Regions from separate parts of the Sus scrofa genome. Here region 1 is linked to region 2. A link is a contact called in public HiChIP or PLAC-seq data. All regions are on one chromosome and are shown on one strand. Each heading gives the region's core, a stretch centred on a gene start, on an enhancer-like site or on the middle of the called end of the contact. The rest is flanking DNA. Distances are from core to core; before and after follow the strand shown.

What was found. HiChIP or PLAC-seq counts read pairs in DNA pulled down with a chosen protein or histone mark.
Region 1: an H3K27ac HiChIP or PLAC-seq map of skeletal muscle shows a contact between it and region 2. The contact joins the promoter of ZBTB8OS here to the promoter of ZBTB8A in region 2. A contact is called at or near these places in 3 of 47 Hi-C or Micro-C datasets (epiblast stem cells, fibroblasts and skeletal muscle) and 1 of 2 datasets of contacts at active chromatin or transcription factors (skeletal muscle).

The regions. Positions count from the first base shown.
Region 1 is chr6:88,983,771-88,989,840 of Sscrofa11.1, forward strand. It overlaps ZBTB8OS (protein archease), which reads right to left and starts at 3,229. Exons shown (of 7, transcript XM_005665186.3): 1 at 2,705-3,229. The coding sequence starts at 2,801. It overlaps RBBP4 (histone-binding protein RBBP4), which reads left to right and starts at 3,322. Exons shown (of 12, transcript XM_013999126.2): 1 at 3,322-3,622; 2 at 4,190-4,337. The coding sequence starts at 3,607.
Region 2 is chr6:88,918,027-88,923,936 of Sscrofa11.1, forward strand. ZBTB8A (zinc finger and BTB domain-containing protein 8A) reads left to right here and starts at 4,220. Exons shown (of 5, transcript XM_003356289.4): 1 at 4,220-5,179.

The sequences.
Region 1 (6,070 bases), core at 1,979-4,478, 65 kb after region 2:
GGTCAAATCAGAGCTACAGCTGCCAGCCTACACCACAGCCACAGAAACCCAAGATCCAAGCCTCATCTGCAACCTACAACAAGCTCAAGGCATTGTTGGATCCTTAACCCACTGATCGAGGCCAAGGATTGAACCCATATCCTCAGGGATACTAGTCAGATTTGTTTCCACTAAGCCACAATGGGAACTCCTGCGAATATTTATAATGTCTGACTTTTCAATGTGTTGCAATATGACAGTTTAGTTAAAGTACATAAATAAAACCCAATGTGACAGATATATATGCAGGAGGTAGAAGGAAAAGAGTATTTTAGCAGCTTAATAAAAAATGTACAGGAGCAGTACAGCTGAAGTGGAGAGAGAAACAAAAACTGTATAGTCTTCCTTGCTACTACCCCAAAACTAGAAACATGGTAGTTTTTTAAAGGTTATTTGCAATGTGGAATTTGAAGCTCTAACAGTGAACTTTTCATACTCTGTAACATTAAAATCCACTGTGCTATCTTGTGCTCCGAACAGATTTTATGTATGCCTGACTGTGTTACATTAGGAAAAAAATTAGTTCATTGAATTATACAGATAGGAATATTATACTAGAAGGAAACATGGGAGAATTAGTTTACAACCTCAGAGTAGGCAAGGCCTAAGTATGACATCACAGAAGCTATAAAAATGGGTAATAGGAGTTTCTTTGTGGCACAGTGGGTTAAGGATCCAGCAGTTATCTCTGCCGTGGTTCAGGCTGCAGCTATGGCACCAGTTTGATCCCTGGCCCTGGAATTTCCTCTGCCACACGTGAAACCAAAAAAAATTTAAAAAGTACATTTCTACATAGTAAAAAAGACCAACAACCCAGTAGAAGAATGGATTAAAAAATATGAATATAGGAGTACCTGTTGTGGTGCAATGGAAACGAATCCGACTAGGAACCATGAGGTTTCGGGTTCAATCCCTAGCCTCACTCAGTGGGTTAAGGATCCAGCATTGCCATGAGCTGTGGTGTAGGTTGTAGACATGGCTCAGATCCTGCATTGCTGTGGTTGTGGTGTACGCTGGCAGCTGTAGCTTGGACTCAACCCCTAGCCTGGGAACCTCCATATGTTGCGAGTGCAGCCCTAATAAAAAAAGCAAAAAAAAGGAAAAAAAAAAGAATATACATATCAGAAAAGGAAACACAAATAGCTCCAAACATACGAAAATATGTTCCACCTCACTCATAGTGAGAAAAATGCAATTAGTGTAACAAGACACTCAACAAACTGGAAAAGACCAAAAAGTATGGTAACAGTAAACTGGCAAAAGTATGAGAAAAGATGCTGGGGAGAGTATAAACAGGCACAACTTCAATGGAGAGCTATTTGGCAATAACTGCTGAAGTTAAAAATGCAGGAGCTCCCTTGTGGCTCAGCAGATTAAGGATCCTGCATTGTCACTGCAGCAGCTTGGGCTGCTGCTGTAGCTCAGGTTCAGTCCCTGATTCAGGGACTTCCACAGGCTGGAGGGGAGGGCAAAAAAAAAAAAAAAAGCAGTTGCCTTTTGACAAAACAATGTAACTTTTGGAAATTTATTCCACAGATATACTTGCACAGGTGCCAAGCAATGGATGTACAAGTATACTCACTGCTGCATTGTTTCCAATTGTAAAAGAATAAAAACATAAATGTCCATCAATTAGAAAGTGGTTAACTAAACTAAATGTCCATCTCTACATGTACATATAAGAAAATGTTAAGAATGGCTGATCTGGAGACAAAGACTAGGTGGCTAGAAATCTGGGCTGGAAGTTCCCAGGCCAGAGATTGACTCTGCAACCTCATGGTTCCTAGTCGGATTGGTTTCCACACTGCACTGGGCTGGGGATCCAACCTGCACGTCCAGAGCAACCTGAGTCACTTCAGTCAGATTCTTAACCCACTGTACCACAGTGGGAACTCCCTGTACTTTTTGAATTTGGCATCATGTATAGAACTTATTAAAAGTAATTTTTAAAAATTGCTAAGTGAGAGAAAAATGAGCGTAGGGAGACATACAGGGTCCAGAAAGAACTAAGCCTAGTAAGCTATGGTAAATAGTTGGATTCTATACTGAAGACAAGGGGAATTTAATGAAATATTTTAAGCAGGGATATTAGAGTCAGATTAGTCCTTCCCAGACCACAGCCACCTTTAGGGATGATAGCTTAAGGTTTATATAGAACTTCAGAGTCTGCACTACACTTTCACATTTATTTTTATCTCAATTATCCCTCACATGAAGGAACTGAATGCAAAGAAAGGTTATGTGATTTGCCTAAAGTCACTTAACTAAATATGGCAAAACCAGGTCTTTTTACTAACACGATACAGGTAAAACACCAAGTTAGAAGTTCCCTACTGAGAGCTTTCAGTCCCCTAACCTAGCCACACTCTTAGGAGACGACAACTCCGCAAACGCTTGAAAACACGGTTGTGTTTAGAATTAATACACCAATAAAATTCCCACAAAGTAAGCGTGAATAGGCACACGTAGAAAAAGTTCAAAAGACTAAATGTGGAAGCCCAGATTTCCGATTCAGACCGGGTGGCTTTTCCCTTCAGCATCCGCGGGACAAGCACAGAAGAGACAAACAGGGCTAAAAGGGAACGTGCCGGAAGTACCGTAGGGGACAAAGTGGAAGGCGAGGCCAGAAGCCCCAGGTAATGAGAGAAGTGAGACACCTACTCACACTCGTACTTCCGATTGACTGGAGGATACTTGGCCTTGATCGCCTTCTGCTCCTCAGTCAAATTGTAATCTCTAAAATCTTCCCCTTCCAGCGCCATGATTGTGCTTTTGGACCCAAACTCAGCTTCCGCCCTTCTTCAGCTGGACTTCGGCCCTGACTTATAACTTCCGCTCTAGACTCCGCCCCTTGGCACACCCTTAAAGGACCAGGGCTCCATTCCCTGGGAGGTACTTAATCCTTCTAGACTTCCGTTCTGTGTCCCAGGGTTTGGAGCACATCATTAAAAGTCGAAGGACCCACTTTCTGCTCTTGCTTAATAGTTCTTCCTACGACTAAGGAAACAAATAATTTGGAGGACGTGGAATAAGGGACACGAATTAGACACCTTTCGATCTGAATGATAGAGGCCTTTTCTTGCCGCCTAGCCCCACAATAGATAACTAGACCCGGAAGCATCCTACATTTTCCCATCTAAAGTACTACTTTGAAGGGGTCGCTAGCTTAACACCCTTCACGAAAATGGCTGCCCCCAAAAGCGTGCGGACTAAACCTCTCACGTGACCCCGGGCGGGTGCACTTCTACTACTCCCGCGCGCGCGAGCGCGCGCGCGTGATCGGAGGAAGTCGGCTTGGGGCCGTGTGGGGGCAGGGGCAGAGCGCGCGCCTGGGCCTGGAGGCAAGCTGCTCCGCGCGTCTGGATAGGCTGCGATCGCGGCTTCCCCGCCCACACCGACGTTCGGCGCACTCCGATTGGCCGATGTTGGCGCGAAGGTGCGCGAGTCGGCCCTCACGCAGGGGCAGCAGGAAACAATAGAGGCCGCGCGCGCAGAAGGAGCGCTCGCAGCCTCCCCGCCCCTCTCGCAACGCTCTGCCCCAGGATCCCCCCGGCTTGCCTGTACGCCATGGCGGACAAGGAAGGTGAGGGTGCCGGGGCCGCCCCAGGAGGGCGGGAGGAGTCAGGCTTGCGCCGCGGCCTCAACGCGGCCTAACGGTGGGGGCAGGCCAGACTCTGCCTAGGGCCGTCCCCGCCATCGCAGGCGTGAGGAAAAATCGCCCCGCGGGGCGGGCTCATGGCGCGCCAGCCCCTCTGGAGCGGAGGCCCGGCGCAGCGGTGTGAGGCTGGCCGTGGTGGCCTCGGGGGGGGTGTTTGGTCCCTCCCGCGCTCCCCGTCGGTCTACCTGCCTCTCTCCGGGTCCTCCCGGCCGCTCTCCCTACCCGCAGGGGTCGGTGCTCGGTCTCACCGTCGGTTCTGTGCGCTCGACGGCGGGCGCCGTCGCCCGAAGGGCTAACGGAGTGTCTGGTCGGGATTACCCGAGCAGTTCCCGCCCGGCGAAGCTGGAGAGCGGTGGTGGTGCCTGCGCCTCCGGGAGATCTAGACTAATCTCCATTTCAGAATCAGGATTCAGGAGCCGTGACGGTAGCTTTGGAAGTGTTTACTCGGTTTCCGTTTGTGGTCGCTAACTTAATTTGTTCTTAATTTTTTAGCAGCCTTTGATGACGCAGTAGAAGAACGTGTGATCAACGAAGAGTACAAAATATGGAAAAAGAACACCCCTTTTCTTTACGATTTGGTGATGACCCATGCTCTGGAGTGGCCCAGCCTAACTGCACAGTGGCTTCCAGATGTAACCAGGTGATAGGAATCTCTCGAATGCTGTTTTGTTGTGTCCTCAGTGTAGATTTCTCACATTGATTTTCCCTGTTTTCCTCTCTCCAGTCACCCGTAGAGGACACGTGATCAAAGCCTATTGGTGACATTTTTTTCCTAGGCCAGAAAGTAAGGCAAAATGTAAAATTATTTTGCAGTTTAGCATATAAGAGAGAACATACTGATGTTTTCTTTTTATTTACTTGTTTTTATTGAGGTACTGATTTACAATGTTGTGTAAATTTCTGCTGTACGGCAAAGTGATTCAGTTATGTTTTTAAAGTACAGCTGATTTTCCATGCTTCTTCGGTTTCTGTTGTATAGCAAAGTGACCCAATCACAGTTTCCTGTGTACACTTTTTTTTGGATATATATTCTTTTCCATTATGGTTTTCCTAGGACACTGAATATAATTTTCTTTGTTATACAGTAGGATCTTGTTTATTACCACTTTCGTGTAGACTAGCTTATTACATCTGCTAACCCCCACCTCCTGCTCCCTCTCCCAACCCCCTTGGCAACCACAAATTTATTTCCTATATCTGAGTCTGTTTCTGTTTTGTAGATAGGTTTGTCATATTTTAGACTCTCCAATATAAATGATATTTGTCTTTCTCTTTCTGATTTCACTTAGTATGATCATCTAATTGCATCCAGGTTGCTGCAAATGGCATTATTTCTTCCTTTTTACGGCTGAGTAGTATTCCATTGTATATATGTACCACATCTTTATTCATCTGTCAGATTGTTCCCATGTCTTGGCTATTGTGAATAATGCTGCTGTGAACATAGCGGTACATGTATCATTTTGAATTATAGTTTTGTCTGGATATATACTGGGGAGTAGGATTGCTGGGTCATATGGTAACTCTATCCTTAGTTTTCTGAGGCATTTACATACTGTTTTCCATAATAGCTGCACCAGTTTGCTTTCCCACCAGCAGTGTGGGAGATGTTTCCTTTTCCTAACACTGAATTGAATAGTGGGATTATAGCTGTAGTTGACCAAATGGTAATGTAAAACTTGTCAGCTTTCAGAAACTATCAGGATGAGTTCAGTTTTTAACATCAAAATGTTTGAATCTCGGCAGTCAGTGGTATTTTCTAGTTAGTTAATGCAAAGGTAAATGTGACATGGTACCTGCTTTCAAGTCTAGTGAATAGGCAGGTATAATTATGAAAGTGGCAAAGATAAAATGATCAGAGAAAGGAAAATTATCTCAACTTGGAATATCAGGAAAGGCTTTCAGTGGGAAGTGACAGTGTGAAAAGGAAGGTGACTTTAAGTAGTATAAAGCTTTAACAAACTGAGCGTGCCTGGGGGAATAATGGATTTTTTATTACAAAACTGTTGGTGTTCAGAGTAACAGCTGAAAGTTATATGTATGCTAAATAACTAGGTTCCTTCAGAACTCAGGTCTTTTGAGTCAAGATATTTGTAAAATGTGGTTGTTGGCCTATGTTTCAGCTCAACAAGTAATAGAAATTTTATAGAAATTTCATTGCCAACTTAATGAGCATGCTACTTTCGTAGTAGCTTTTTAAAAATGGGGAAATCTGGAGTTCCCGTTGTGGCTCAGCAGTAACGAACCCAACCAGTATCCATGAGGATGTGGATTCAGTCCCTGCCCCTGGCAGTGGATTAAAGGATCCAGTGTTGCCGTGAGCTGTGGTGTAGGTCGCAAATGTGGCTCAGATTCAGAGCGTGGCTGTGGCTG
Region 2 (5,910 bases), core at 2,970-5,469:
ACCCACTGCCCAACTCCAAAGTCACTTTTTTTTTTTTTTTTTTTTTTTTTTTGGTTTTTGTTATGGTAGCACTTTTAGGCACCACAATCTGTATAAGTTGTCTAGTTCCGTATGATGAATTATCCCCGCAACTTGATGGCTTAAAACAACAAACACTGATTACTTCACAAGGTTTCTCAGGGTCAGGAATCCAGGAGCAGCTTAGCTGGTTGGTTCTGGCTCAAGGTCTCTCATGAGGGCTCAGTCAAGCTGTTAGCTGGAACTGCAGTCAGCTGAAGGCTTGTCTAGGGCAGAAGGATACACTCCAAGATGGCTCACTCACATGGCTATTGGCAAAAAGCCTCTGTTCATCTCCACACGGCCGCCTGAGCATCTCGAGGCAGCTGGCTTTTCCCAGAGCAACTGATCCAAGACAGAGAGAGAAAACGCAGGAAGTCGCTTGGCCTTTTATCACCAAGAGTCTGGAATCCAACACTATCATTTCTGCCTTAATCATTTCTTTAGAAGCCAAGTCTAAGCTCACACACATACAGAGGGGAATTGGGATTCCCCCCCCCACCCCGCCTTTGTGTCTTTTGTCTTTTTAGGGCCACACCCATGGCATATGGAGGTTTCCAGGCTAGGGGTCAAATCAGAGCTGTACTGCTGACCACAGCTACAGCCATGCAGCTCATGGCAACACGGGATCTTTATTTATTTTATTTTTTTGTCTTTTTGCTATTTCTTGGGCCGCTCCCGCGGCATATGGAGGTTCCCAGGCTAGGGGTTCAATCAGAGCTGTAGCTGCCGGCCTATGCCAGAGTCACAGCAACACGGGATCCGAGCCACATCTGCGAGCCACAGCTCGCGGCAATGCCGGATCGTTAACCCACTAAGCAAGGGCAGGGATCGAACCCGCAATCTCATGGTTCCTAGTCGGATTTGTTAACCACTGCGCCACGACGGGAACTCCGGATCTACCTCTTGAAGGGAGCAGTGTCAAGGAATACATAGGCATTCTTTTCTATGCATCATATAGGATTACTTTCCTCTTTTTATTTTTATTTATTTATTTTTTAACCATGGCATGTAGTGGCTTGATTGTGGGACTTAGTGTCCAGACCAAGGATTGAACCCAGGCTACAGTGGTGGAAGCACCGTACCCTAGCCACTAGACTACCAGGAAACTGCCTCTTGGCATTTTCATTTATTTTTTATTTTTTGGCCACCCAGTGGAGCAATACTGGCTCCTTAACCCTCTGTGCCTGGCCAGGGATTGAACCTGCATCCCAACTCCCTTGCAGGCATTTTTAAACCAACACACCTATCCATCTTGCCCTCCAGTTTTCCGATCTAGGGGCTCTTCCTCTATTTGAGATTTTGACTTTCTCCTACCTGAATTTGCAGAAATTAGTTCCCTATTAATTCTTTCTCCTGTTTATTTAATATCTCCCTCTCATCTTCATGCTTTCCATCATCATTACACATTTTCAAAAGTCTTTTACTTATGTCTCCTTCTAGCTAACACCCTCATTCTTTGCCTGTAGCAGCTTTAAAACATGACCTCAAATTCCCTGCCATTCTATTAAGAGAAAACAGCTATATTCCCTTCTGCCTGAATCTTAGTAGGCTTGTGATTAGTTTAACCAATAGAATATGGCAAGCGAGACAATGCAACTTCTGGAGATGGTTATCAATGACCATGCAGTTCCTTCCTATTTCTCTTGGATTATTCCCTCTTGGTATGCTCTCTTGGGGACACTCTTTCAGAATCCAGCCACCATGCAGCGAGAAGCCCAAGTCACATGGAGAGGCCATGTGTAGGACGCCAGATGACAGTCACAGCTGAGCCTAATTTTCAAGTAATCCTGGCCTTGGTGCTGGATCTGTGAGGGAAGAAACCTCCAGATGATTCCAGTTCCCAGCAGCTCAAGTCACCCCCAGTGGTATGAGCCGTCCCAGCTGAGACTCCAGACATTGTGGAGCAGAGAGACAAGCCACCCTTGCGGTGACATGTCAAATTCTTGAGGAGTTCCCGTCATGGTGCAGTGGTTAACGAATCCGACTAGGAACCATGAGGCTGCGGGTTCCGTCCCTGCCCTTGCTCAGTGGGTTAACGATCCGGCTTTGCCGTGAGCTGTGGTGTAGGTCGCAGATGCGGCTTGGATCCCATGTTGCTGTGGCTCTGGCGTAGGCTGGTGGCTACAGCTCCGATTCAACCCCTAGCCTGGGAACCTCCATATGCTGCGGGAGCGGCCCAAAGAAATAGCAAAAAGACAAAAAAAAAAAAAAATTCTTGAGCCATGGACTCCATAAGCATAATAAAATACTCTTTTTTTATTATTTACTTATTTATTTTTGGCCACACCCATAGTATGTGAAAGTTCCCAGGCCGGGGGTCAAACCCACCCCACAGCAGCAACCCAACGCTGGATCCTTAACCCTCTGTGCCACAAGGGAATTCCAATAGTGACAACGCTGGATCCTTAACCCTCTGTGCCACAAGGGAATTCCAATAGTCTTTGATTTATGCCACAAAGTTCAGGTTGATTTATTACACAGCAATGGTAACTAGACTATCACCCTTCCCCACCAGATCTCTCAAGGGTTGTGTATTCTCACCACCTCTATTTCTTTATCCCTATGTAGTCCCCTAATCTGGATTTTGCTCCCTTCTTTCAAGCGTAATAATGTTCTCTGAAGTCAATGATTTCCAAGTTGTTAAATCCAATAGACATTTTCTTTCTTTCTTTTTTTTTTCTTTTTGCCATTTCTTGGGCCGCTCCCTCGGCATATGGAAGTTCCCAGGCTAGGGGTCCAATAGGAGCTGTAGCCGCTGGCCTACGCCAGAGCCACAACAACACAGGATCCGAGCCGCGTCTGCAACCTATACCACAGCTCATGGCAACACTGGATCCTTAACCCACTGAGCGAGGCCAGGGATCGAACCTGCATCCTCATGGATACTAGTTGGGTTTGTTTCTGCTGAGCCACAATGGAAACTCCCCCCCTCCTAGTTTCCATAACACCGCACTATCCCACATCTCTTCCTTCTATCCCAGTCACTTCTTAGATTCTTGCAATTTTACTTTCCTCTAGGAAGCCACTAGATGATGAAGCTGGTGATGCTTGTTCTATGCTTTATTCTTTTCTTATTTTATATTCTCTTTCTCTATCTATATCCATGGTTTTAATTCCTAGCTACATTGATGACAACACTTTACCTCAAATAATTTTATCTATTATGTTCCAGGCCATATGTCCAAATGCCTTTTAACATTTTGTACTATCTAGGGTTCTTAGTGACACAGACTCATTTGCCTTGGCTGATTTAAACAGAAATGAATGTATTAAAAGTTTACAGAATTATGGGAAGAGCAAAGCATAGGGTTTGGTGCCTATGCTAACCAGGTAGAAACAACAGCAAGTCATACCATAGAACTGGCCTGGTAAGGATACCAACACTGCTCTCAGCAGAGACCTGGCAGCTGGCACCACAGATAACCCTAGTGCTGGACAGCGGATACTGCCACTAACAGCACTGCCTCTATGGCACCTGGAGACACTATCTTGCTGCAACAGTCACCACTGCCAGAAAAGATTCTTAGAGGTTCCTGCTTCTTGGTGGTATAGCTCCCTCATCAAAGTCCCCAGTAAGTGCCTCTGATTATTAAAGTGTAGCCCATGACCATTGCCTTAGCCACAAGGGATTCTGGGAAAGCAAGTCACTGGCATTTCCAGATTCTGCTGCAGAAGGCAGATTCTATCTCCCACCAATTATTCATAACATAAGAAGTTCGCCAAACATATAAATTGAGTTTCAGAAGCTAGGAGGGGGAAGTTGAGGGAAAAAACTTCCATTACTTTTTCCTTGCAACAAAGGATGTGCTCTCTTGAGGAACAAGTTTGTAGAACTTTTTTGCATGTTTTAATTAATTAAGGCTAAAATAAAACCCTTTGTGATAACAATGCCCAGGTCTTTGGGGGAGAATTCTCAATGGGGATGCTAGCAGAATAGTTTGGGTACATCCAAATCTCCTGATACCTAGCAGGTTTTCAAACATGTTTTCAATTACCTGTTCAGAATGTGAGAAGGTGCAACTAAATAGCAAAATAACTCAAGTAATACAGAAGTGACATTAAGAGATAGTTGTGAATATTTTGTATCCTTCTAGTAGAGACTATGATCCTCAAATCACATAGCTAACTATTGATGAAACCACAGTAATAAATTCTGTTCAGTATGACTGAGTGTGACAAAAGAGAGAAATCCAACAAAAACTAAATGTTTTAAAATTTTGAGTCTTTTTTTCGGTTTTGCTATATCACAGTATTATTCAATGCCTGACCCCAGCAGAAGGAACTGGAAAACGTAGTTTGTAGAATTAATGTTTGCCTGCTAACTATGAATATTCAGTGATTTATGATGTTAGCAGATATAGAACCTGACGTGTGTACTCTAAACATTAGGGATGTATCATCAATGTTAGTATTTGACAACACAAAACCTCCTATTCTTACTAGTTTTATATTTTCTCTGAACTTGACCAAGGATTATTTTTTCTTATCTCAGCTTCTTGGGTTATCCTCTTCAAAGAAAATTCTTGTGACTTGCAGAGGTTTAGAAAAGATTACCCTTGACTAAAACGAGTTCTTCAAAAAGGGAAAAATTCTGTGCAGATCTCTTCCATTTGACGTTGCTAAACTTAAGTACAATAATGTCACATGCACTTATACAGTAATTGTGGGCACGCCTAAGTCCCTCCCTCTTTCCTAAACCAAATTCCCCAGATCCTAGAAATCCAGCCCTTCTGCCCTCCCGGAGGCGCCTTTCCCAACGTAAAGTACAATTTAAAATTTAAGCTCCTTACTAAATAATGATTCTGTAGTCAAGTGCTAGGGGATCTGGGCACTCCATTGCCTCCGGAGGGTGCAGCAGGGTGTAGGCAAGGGCAGGGGGAGTGGGCGAAGCTGCTGGTTGGTGCCTGAAATCTGTGCGTTGCCCCTTTAATTGTGTCCCCAGCCCTCGGGCGTTTCTGTCCAACGCCCACGTCAGCAAATACCTTTTGTTTCTCTCACGTTGGGGCTACTTGTTTTAGGGCGCAAAGGAACGGCTTCAAAAGGGGGTATTTCCCCTGCCGGGAACCGGGAATCTTCCCCCAGCCCGCGCGCGCGCCCCGCCGGTGCGCCGCGGCCCGCGGTAAGTGGCTGCGCGCGACGCGGGCGAAGGGCGGGCGGGGCGTCGGGGCTGCCCGGGACGGGCCCACGAGCCTAGCTGCGGGCGAAGGCGCCGCGGGCTCTGGTCCCCGGGCGGCAGCGGCGGCGGCGACAGCGGGATGCGGCCCCGGCGCGGCGCCCCCAGACGTTCCCGGTCCAGAGAGCGGCGGGAGGCGCAGAGGCGAGCGGGCGCCATTTGCAGCCCCGGGCACAGCGGCGGTGGCGCGCCGGCTCCGAGGGGCTGGAGACGGTCACAAAGGAGGCGCGGGCAGCCGGCGCCCAGGACCCGGCCTCCGGGCGGCGGCCAGCGGGGGAGAGGCGGGCGGCGGCGGGGCGCACCGGTCCCCGGACTGCGCGGCCGCCTCTCCGGCGCCCATCCAACCGCCCGGCCCGGCCCGCCTGCGCGCCCGGGAGGGGTTGCGGGACAATGGCAGCGCCGTCGCCGCCCGCGCCCGCCCAGCGCCGCGCCCGCCTGGCCGCCCGGCCTGGCCCGGCCGCGGCGCGGGGAAAGGCGGGAAGGCGCGCGGAGCCTCCTGGCGGCGGCGGCGGGAAGGCGGCGCGGGGACCGTGCCGGGCGTGTCTGGAGCCGTCGGGCGGCGCGGACTCCCGGAGGGTCGGCAGCCAGCCGGGCTCGGGCTGCGCGGCGGGTGATGGGTGGCCCGCCGGGTGGGGTGGCCAAGGTCCGGGGCTTCTCTCCTGCAGCTCCGGGCGCTT